2 separate regions of the Anser cygnoides genome follow, and region 1 is linked to region 2. A link is a contact called in public Hi-C data. All regions are on one chromosome and are shown on one strand. The core of a region is the stretch at or near the end of the contact, and the rest is flanking DNA. Distances in the headings are between cores, read along the strand shown.

Region 1 (3,934 bases), core at 1,002-3,501, 530 kb after region 2:
GTTTTGAGGAGGCCTGTCACCAGCATGGAGGATTGCCTCCTTCCATGACCTCCCGGGTCCCTGCTCCTACCAGGAGCCTGTGACCCCGGCTGACTTGCTTTCTGCCCCACAGACCCCACAAAGTGAGACTGCCCAGGCCACAGAGCAAGCTGTCTGACTCCCCGAGCCATCGGCAATCCTCCTGCCTGTTTCTTCTCCCACATTCACCCAAACACGTAAAACTCTCAGCTTTCCTTTAAAAACAAGTCATGAGTTCTCCAAGCTGTGAAGAAAAGACTGAGAAAAGAATCCAAGTACAACTCGGCTGCTTTGAAAGCTAAAGACAGAGGGGAAAAATCTGCCTTCAAAGACTCGCGCTGCTTTCAAGCCCCTCGCGAGCTGCTCTGGCACGCGAGGCGGGCAGCGCAGCCACCTCCGGCTCTTCGCCCTCCATCCACGTCCCCCGAGCTGTGCGTGGGGCAAAGCCACGTGAAGGGTGCCAAGGCCATAGCCCATGGGACTGACATCGCCCCACGGCCCCCTCATGGGAGCTGCCCTGGGGACACGGCCCTGCCAGCCTCCAGGCCTCCCGCCTCCACCAGAGGCCTCTGGTACGTGTTGCCCCGTAAGAGCAGCCCTGTGGAAACTTTTCACACCTCTGGAATTTCGGCACCTAAGATGTAAAAGCGAGAGCAGCGTTACGTTTTACCAGCATAGCCAAAAAGGGTTTTAAAGGGGCTGCCCAGTGATTCCACAGCACACGAGGTGGGCTGCAGAAACGCCGTGGCCTTGTACAGTCAAGTCCCGAGGCAGGAACAGGCATGGAAAGGGGGCAGGAAGAGAGAGGGTTCAGACGAAACACTACAGCAGAGGGAATAAATCAGGGCTGACTGTGCTGGCTGAGAAACACTCTTGTTTTACTAGAAGTCGTGGACCTGAAGCAGAAGGAATTCTCCATCCTGTGCTCTGCAGGAGATCAGACTAAGCGGTCATAACAGTCCCTCCTGCTTTTAAGAGCTATTAATCTCCCCACAGAATGTAGCAAAACAGCACTACGGGACAAGCTGATTTCTGGCAAAGGTGCAAAGACTCTTTCCCTGGGAAAATTTTTTTCGGCAGCAGGTAATTCACAGCGCAGCCAACTCACTTCGCTGTACGCTGTCTCCCATCTTCTGCGCGTCCAAGACTAAACCCTTTAAAAAACACACAACACTAACCAAGGTCGTTATTCGCCTTCAAAAAACACAGCCAGGCCCTCCGTGATAAACGGCAGGAGTAAGAAAGGAAACATGCTCTGATGTTCAGAACAGGAAAGTTGCAGGAACACAAACACCTGACGGTCAGATAGGATGGAAGAATCAAACCCCAGGGCCCCTGTTCACACCCTGCACCTGACCCCGCTGAGCGTCCTGGTGCTCGCAATAAAACCATTGTCTAGTTTATCTGCCCACGGCCCTCCTGCAGGACCGGGGGCTTGGCTGCTGCTCCCACCACTCCCAGAGACGGGAGATGAGCTTCATCCAAGAAGAAACTCGAGGATTTGCAGATCCCCCCCGAGACATCCCTTCTCCCAGGTGCCAAAGTTCAGCGAGTTCAGCAACCACGCAGCACACCTCTCACGTGCAAGCTAAAATCACCCCGCTTCGGGCTCATCGTGGCTCTTCCTCCTGCCCAAAACGCAGCCAACTACACACGTAGAAGAGACACAAACCTGCAACCCCAAACTATTGTTCCGCGGCCCGCCTCCCCGTACACAAACACGACCCAGGGACGGGCAGGCACGACCCCTGCCACACGCTTTTGCATGCACGAGCAGAGCCGATGGGGAACCCTTGGCTGCGAGGGAGGGGATACTTACACACGCCCCCGATGACCCCGGCAATCCTGCAGAGCCACCTGTACCACCAGGTCATGCCATCATCGGCGGAGGGAGCCGCTGGCTCAGGGGCTGCTGCTTGGAACTGGTCATCCTGAGAACTCATGGCCCCCCTGCTCCCGGGGGGTCAGGGGGCAGCTCCCCGCTCCCCACCTGAGCCCCAGCAGTGCGGGATGCCCCTCCAGGTGACACTCCCCCCCCCCTCTCCAGCAAGGCCAGGAGACAGCCCCTAAACCCAGCCCTGCTGCCGGTGGGCCTCTCCCCGCACCCCCATGCACGGCCGGGCCCCCCAGGGCTGACAATGGAGGGGCTCTGCCTGCAGCAGCGATGCCAGCGGCCGGGGGGGAGCAGCCTCCACGTCTCCCTGCCTATTGCATTGTGGGTCCCCTCCTCCAGCAGGGAGGGCTTTGATGTCACGCTCATTAAAAAGCCAGTGGGCAGAGCCATGTGTGCATATTCATGGACAGCAGCAGGCGGGGAGGCATGCAGCCCATGGCGGGCCCTAGGGTGCACAGGGCGGTTGGCTCCGCTCGGGGCGAGGGCACGCGTCTGCCCCGAAAGGCACCCGTCATCTCACGGGGACTGGGACTGAGCCCCAGCCTCTCCTCCCAGCTCAGCTCTGGACGCACAAACCTCAACATTCGGAAGTTTTGGCCAGGCTGATAACACAGCTTCTTGCCTCAAATCGCAGGGGGAGGCGTTGTGGGTGCCTCAGTTCTTAAAGCCATCTATATCCATAGCCCCCGTGCCTCAGTTGTACCAACAACGCAAGCACACAGCAGGCTGCACTCTGCTCTTACCTCTGTCTTCACTCCCTTTACCTCTCTGAGGACTGAGCTTTTGCTTCAGCAGAAGGTGAAGCGATTTGTCTAATGTTACGCAGTAAAGTCAGAAGTAGAGCAGGAGCCCTGGGTCCTGCTTCCCCTAACCACTACCTGCTGTTATCCCTGTGTATGCTAAGAGGAATGAGAAATTAATTTTTGAATGGATGAGAGTTGAATGTGAAAATTGTTACAAAAATTGTGCCCTCAAGAAAAAGCAAACCACTCCCCTTAATCTGAATGGAATCAGGTTTTTAGAAAAGGGGAGTTGAAGCAGGACTTCTCATATCAGAGATGTCCCAGTTGGCAACCTGCTGGTATCCGAACAACTGGTACACTGAAACACCCTTAATTCTTTTAAATTATAAAGGCAGCAGCTGCACATTTCGCAAATGAACATAGAGCATACGGTCAGTAATCAGAGCCCATCTCTGCAGACCAGAGACTCCGCATAGCTGATCTGGAACAAAAAATAGCAGTGAGACTTGGGATCCAGAGCTGAGTGGGAAGACAGATCCCATCTGCTAAAAGGTTACAAAAAAGAATTAAGAAAAGGATTTTTTTTTTTCATTACTGTTACGTCTCCTGTTAGACAGGAAATGAAGGCCCAGTGCCTGTATCACCCACGCACTGCAGTGGGACAGCTGATATATTCAGTTCCTCAAGGATCTTGCTTCAAGAATCTACTTTCTAGCTCTTCCAGGAACGGAACGTAAATCTGGAGGCTGGCAAGCAAAAAAATCCAGGCGGAACCAGCAAAAACCATTACTAAGAAGACTGAAGAAAATAAGATTTTGTGGTTGCAAAAAGATGTCAGAGAATTCAGCTGAAAGAAAGCAGAGGTAGGATTAAAACTGCCCAGGCAGAACCGTTTATTGTATCCAGCGTGAAGGGTAGGGGCAGCCCTGTCCAGCCAGGCTTCAGGTCTGGAAAAGATCCCTTCAGCAGAACACTAAGATTTTGATGAGGACTTGTACCGAAGTAGGAGAATCCTTCAAAATGTTCAAGACATTAAATAAAACAAACAAACCACACAACAACTTTAGAAATATATTTAGGTCAAACTTGAGTGAATATTTGTCACTGTTCTAAAATACCTCTTCCTGCTACAACTTGTATCACGCAGTCTCAACAATCTCTCAGTGCACAGTTCCTTTGAGATGCAGATACAAGCAGATTATTAGCACAGCTACTATTATCTGAGTAAATATCCCTTGGCACCAAACCCATCATTAAGAGACAGAATTCTTTTATTTTT
Region 2 (3,948 bases), core at 982-3,481:
GCCTGCTCCTTTCTCACCCCAACCCGGGCAAGCAGAAAGCAGCCACCGGAGCGGTGAGGAAGGGGCAGGTGAGCCCCAGGAATGGGTGCTGGTGTGCCAAATTCGCAAAGGCAGAGCAGGAGGCTGAGAAGAGAGGCTGGGGCTGGCTGGGAGCAGCCTTCCCGCTCCTTCCCTGCTGGCCAGCCTTGAGCGAGGCCACTCATCCTCCCCCTCGTCTCCGTCTCCCCGGCTCAGCTGTAAGCTCCTGCAAGGTAGCCCCTGCCGGGGAGAAGCATGCAGCTGCCCGTATTGCAGGGCAGGATGCTTTTATGCCATAAATTAAAAGATCCAGACAAAATGAACACCAAGGGCTGTGTCCTCAGGAATCACAATGACTCAAACATGAGCTTTTTGTAAGAAAATAAATTAAATGACTTGGCTGTTTTACTCATCGGGCTGTTCTACCTTTCACGGTATCCTAACAAACACTTGTGTCTTCATTTAATTTTCTTCAGCCTCGTACCCACCACAAAAGCAGAAAGCCCGTCTGATAACTTTAATGAATTTCCATTTGACCCTCCCCCCCCTGGGTTTTGGGTTGAGTGTTGAGTGAATGAGCTTTAAAAGCATCTTTTCATTTAGTCTTCCACAGCAGAAAATCGCCGAGCCAAGAATCATACCTCACTTTGTCAGTAGAAAAACAAGATGTGGGCTTAGCGGAATGGAGTTGCGTTGGAGCACGGTATGGAAAATCTTGCATATAAAGCCAAACAAGGTTTCACTGCCAGTGTTGTAAGGGAGAGAGATGCGAAATTTTTGTGGCTAGTATTTCTCGCCTGTGCCTTGGGATCTCGAGCGCTTTGGAAATGAAAGACGCTCATTTTAGGCAATGCTCCCCTCCGAGCCTGTTATTAACCCTTTGTCATACTGCAAGGAAAAAAAAAAAAAAAAAAGGCGTTTGTATTCTGATGGAAAAATGAGGTCTAAATCCTCAAGACGCAGAGTTTTGTGCCGTGGCTTGTTGCTCTGCACACCTTGCTGCAGCAGGGGCTGTCAGAGGCAGGATGAGGTGGCTGCAGGGGTTCCCGAGGGGAGCTGCCGGGCTCCGGGGTCGGGGGGAGAGCCTCGTGGGGAGAGCAAACCCGAGGCTGCCCGGGGGGCTGCGGGGGCCGGGGAGCTGCTGCCGGGCGGGGGCAGCAGCCCTTTGTTCTTGGGCTGCTTGGTTTGGCATGGCACGGCTCAGCACGACATGGCACGGCGTGGTTTGGCGTGGCACTGCTTGGCATGGCATGGCACAGCTCTGTTCGGCATGGCATGGCACGGCACAGCACAGCTCAGAATGGCATGGCACGGCTCGGCACACCCCGAAGTCCCACCAGGGAAATGCCCAGAGCCCAGTTCCCACGTGCCAGGCCCGCAGTGAGGAGCACTGGGATGGGGAGCGCAGGGGGACCCGTGGAAATGTCACTGCTGCAGAAGGCCAAGGTGCCCTTTGCGGCAACAGCGCGGGGGGAAAGCTGCCCCCTGGGACCCCGACCCCGGCCTCGGGGCCAGCTGGGGTGAAAAGGCTGCTTGAGAGAGGTCAGGAGCAGAAAACTAACCTGCTTTTCTTTGGCAATTATGAAGTGACAAATTACCAGTGAAAGAGCTCATCTGTCTGTATTTATTTGTAGAGCCCCTCCTCGCTGCAAAGCCGAGGCATGGAGAGGACGGGGATCACAGCCGTTCTCTTAAGGATTTCAAAACAGTCTGCCGACACCTCACTCCATCTCTGTCAGCACTGGGGACGCGCAGAAATTAAGTGGCCAGCCTGGTGCCACCAAGCAGGATGCGGCTCCAAGAGTGTCTCCGCACCCCCCGGCACAGCATCGTCCATGCTGGACCCCCTTACGCACCCGGAGCACCAGGATGGTGTTTCGCAGGGGAAGCTGAAGCCCCCCCCGATCCTACACCTCTAAGAGCTCAGGGTTTAGGGAAATCTGGCATTAGGAGGTTTCTGATAAAAGAGCACTCTGGACCTCTTTGTATCTTCCTCCATGCTCCTCACGATGTGAGGGCCAATCCTGCACGTAGCCAGCCCTGCCACGCTGCAAAAGCCCCAAGCCATTGCATGTGTGAACCATTTCATTCCCTTACAACCACCTTCTCTTATCAAGGAATCAGGCACTTTGATCCCAGCTGGAGCTGGAGAAACAGCAACGAGTTCATGGTGCCACCCTCCTCCTCCTCCTGCTCCCTTTTCCCCCAGAGCAGGAGCTGGAGCCTGGGAAGGCGCCCAGCTTCCCGGGGGGGTGGCAGCAAACATGGCAAGGAAAGAAAAAGAACGGTGGGCAGCTTGGCTTGGCCTTGCCTTTTGTTATTAGCTGCTTTAAATATAGAAGTAAGCCCGATGTTCAAAGCAAAGCCGTGGGTGTTGAGCCCACGGGTGGTGGGGACCCAGCCAACCCGTGGTGCGAGGGCGAGCGTTGGCCACGGAGCCCAGTTTGCTCCACCCTGGGAGAAGGGGAAAAGAAAAAAAAAAAAACTCAGGAAGGGAGGTAAATATTTGCTCTCCAAACACAAACTGCTGCCTGGAGGTTAACAAGACAAATAACCAGCCTCTGGAACAGGAGCCATCCCATGCGCGAGTGCAGCCGGCCAGGCGAGCGGCTGCTGGGTGGCCAGGGCCTGTGGGTGCTCCCCGGTCCCCAGAGTCTCCAAAAATGAGCAGAGGGGCGGCACTCGGAGCTGGGGTGGCATCGGGCTGTGTCCCCACACCAGGGAGCAGCAGGCACCTGTGAGCCACCACCATCCTTTTTGCCCCCCCTCCCCTGCCCTCTGCCAGCCACGTCCCCGGCTTCCCAAATGAAAAAATATCGCGGCAAAGTTAGGAGCGCACAGATCGTCACTAACCAAATTGAAACACCCATTTTCCGTCTCTATTTCACCGGCTCTGTAGCCGTCGGGGAGGATTTATCTCCGCTGTAAACCCAAGAGCAAGTTCAATCTTGTTTGTACCTGGCAACGGATCCAGGTTAAGCCAAGGCCACCGCTCGCTGCTCCCCGTCATGAGCACGGTGCTGGGGGCTGGCGGCACCTCCCCGCACGGCAATGCTCCCACTCCAGAGGCACCAACTTGACACCGAGAGGCAAAGGGGCTGGAAAACGGCACGCTGTCCCCACGTGCGTGCCCGAGGGCAGCTTGTCACTGTGCTCTTGTCACCGTGGCGAGGTGCCCATGACCCCAGAAGCGCGCTGCTCCGTGCTGTGCCCTGTGTCCCGGTTTTTGGGATGCGTCCCAGGGTCGGAGCTCCCCCCCGCGCCCATGTCCCCAGTTAGAGCCACGGTGGCTCTGGCCCAGCCCAGCCCACGGTGTGTGGTGTGCCAAGGGTGGTCCTCGTATGTGAGACGGCCCGCGTCACCCCATCGTCACCAACCCACCAGAAAGCCCAGGGTCACCCCCGTGCGCCCAGCTGGCACAGTCCCTCTGGGGGGCTGGCTCCCGCAATGGCACTCATCACACAGCTGCTGTAAGTGGCACCGTCCCACTGTCACTAGTGGGTACAGCTCGAATTGTCAGAGGAATCAGAAATTCTTTCAAGAGAAATTCCTCGGGGCAAGAACAATCTGCTTCGCTCGGCCTTGGGCTTTCCCCCGTGGTTCTGCCGTTGCTCTCACCCCAACCCCAAACCTTTCCGTGATCCTGCGGCTCCAGGAAAACGAAGCCTCAGTGGCTCCCAGACCGATAAATGGGTTTTGGGGTGTTACGGAGCACACTCAAACCACCGTTACTTATTTTTGTACCTACGTTGTCCGTACGTACGTGAGGCTGTCGTGGAGCTGGAGGTGCATCGTGAAGTCCATGGGGCTGTTTTTACTTGCTCACTAAAGCAGGGAGGAAAGAGGCAGGACGAAGTCAAGCACCGAATGCAGAAACCCCACCACCCTCGGCTGAAATCCTGCCTGCTGGGCCAGGCTTCGAAGGACCCA

The links. A called contact is a pair of places that touch in the nucleus more often than the background predicts.
Region 1: a Hi-C map of liver shows a contact between it and region 2, with 3 times the contacts expected there. The contact joins the promoter of CACFD1 here to the enhancer-like site in region 2. A contact is called at or near these places in 2 of 7 Hi-C or Micro-C datasets (both in liver).

Annotation. Positions count from the first base shown.
Region 1 is chr20:4,439,955-4,443,888 of Taihu_goose_T2T_genome, forward strand. It overlaps CACFD1 (calcium channel flower domain containing 1), which reads right to left and starts at 2,252. Exons shown (of 5, transcript XM_066980695.1): 1 at 1,838-2,252. The coding sequence starts at 1,961. ADAMTS13 (ADAM metallopeptidase with thrombospondin type 1 motif 13) reads right to left here. Exons shown (of 29, transcript XM_066980650.1): 29 at 3,714-3,934.
Region 2 is chr20:3,906,125-3,910,072 of Taihu_goose_T2T_genome, forward strand. No RefSeq gene overlaps it. Among named protein-coding and RNA genes, the nearest start is that of COL5A1, 100 kb to the left of the region's middle. Within about 2 kb of position 2,232, at least 2 of the 3 cell types and tissues checked have open chromatin away from gene starts, as enhancers often do. A contact at or near this core is called in liver, where this site is marked.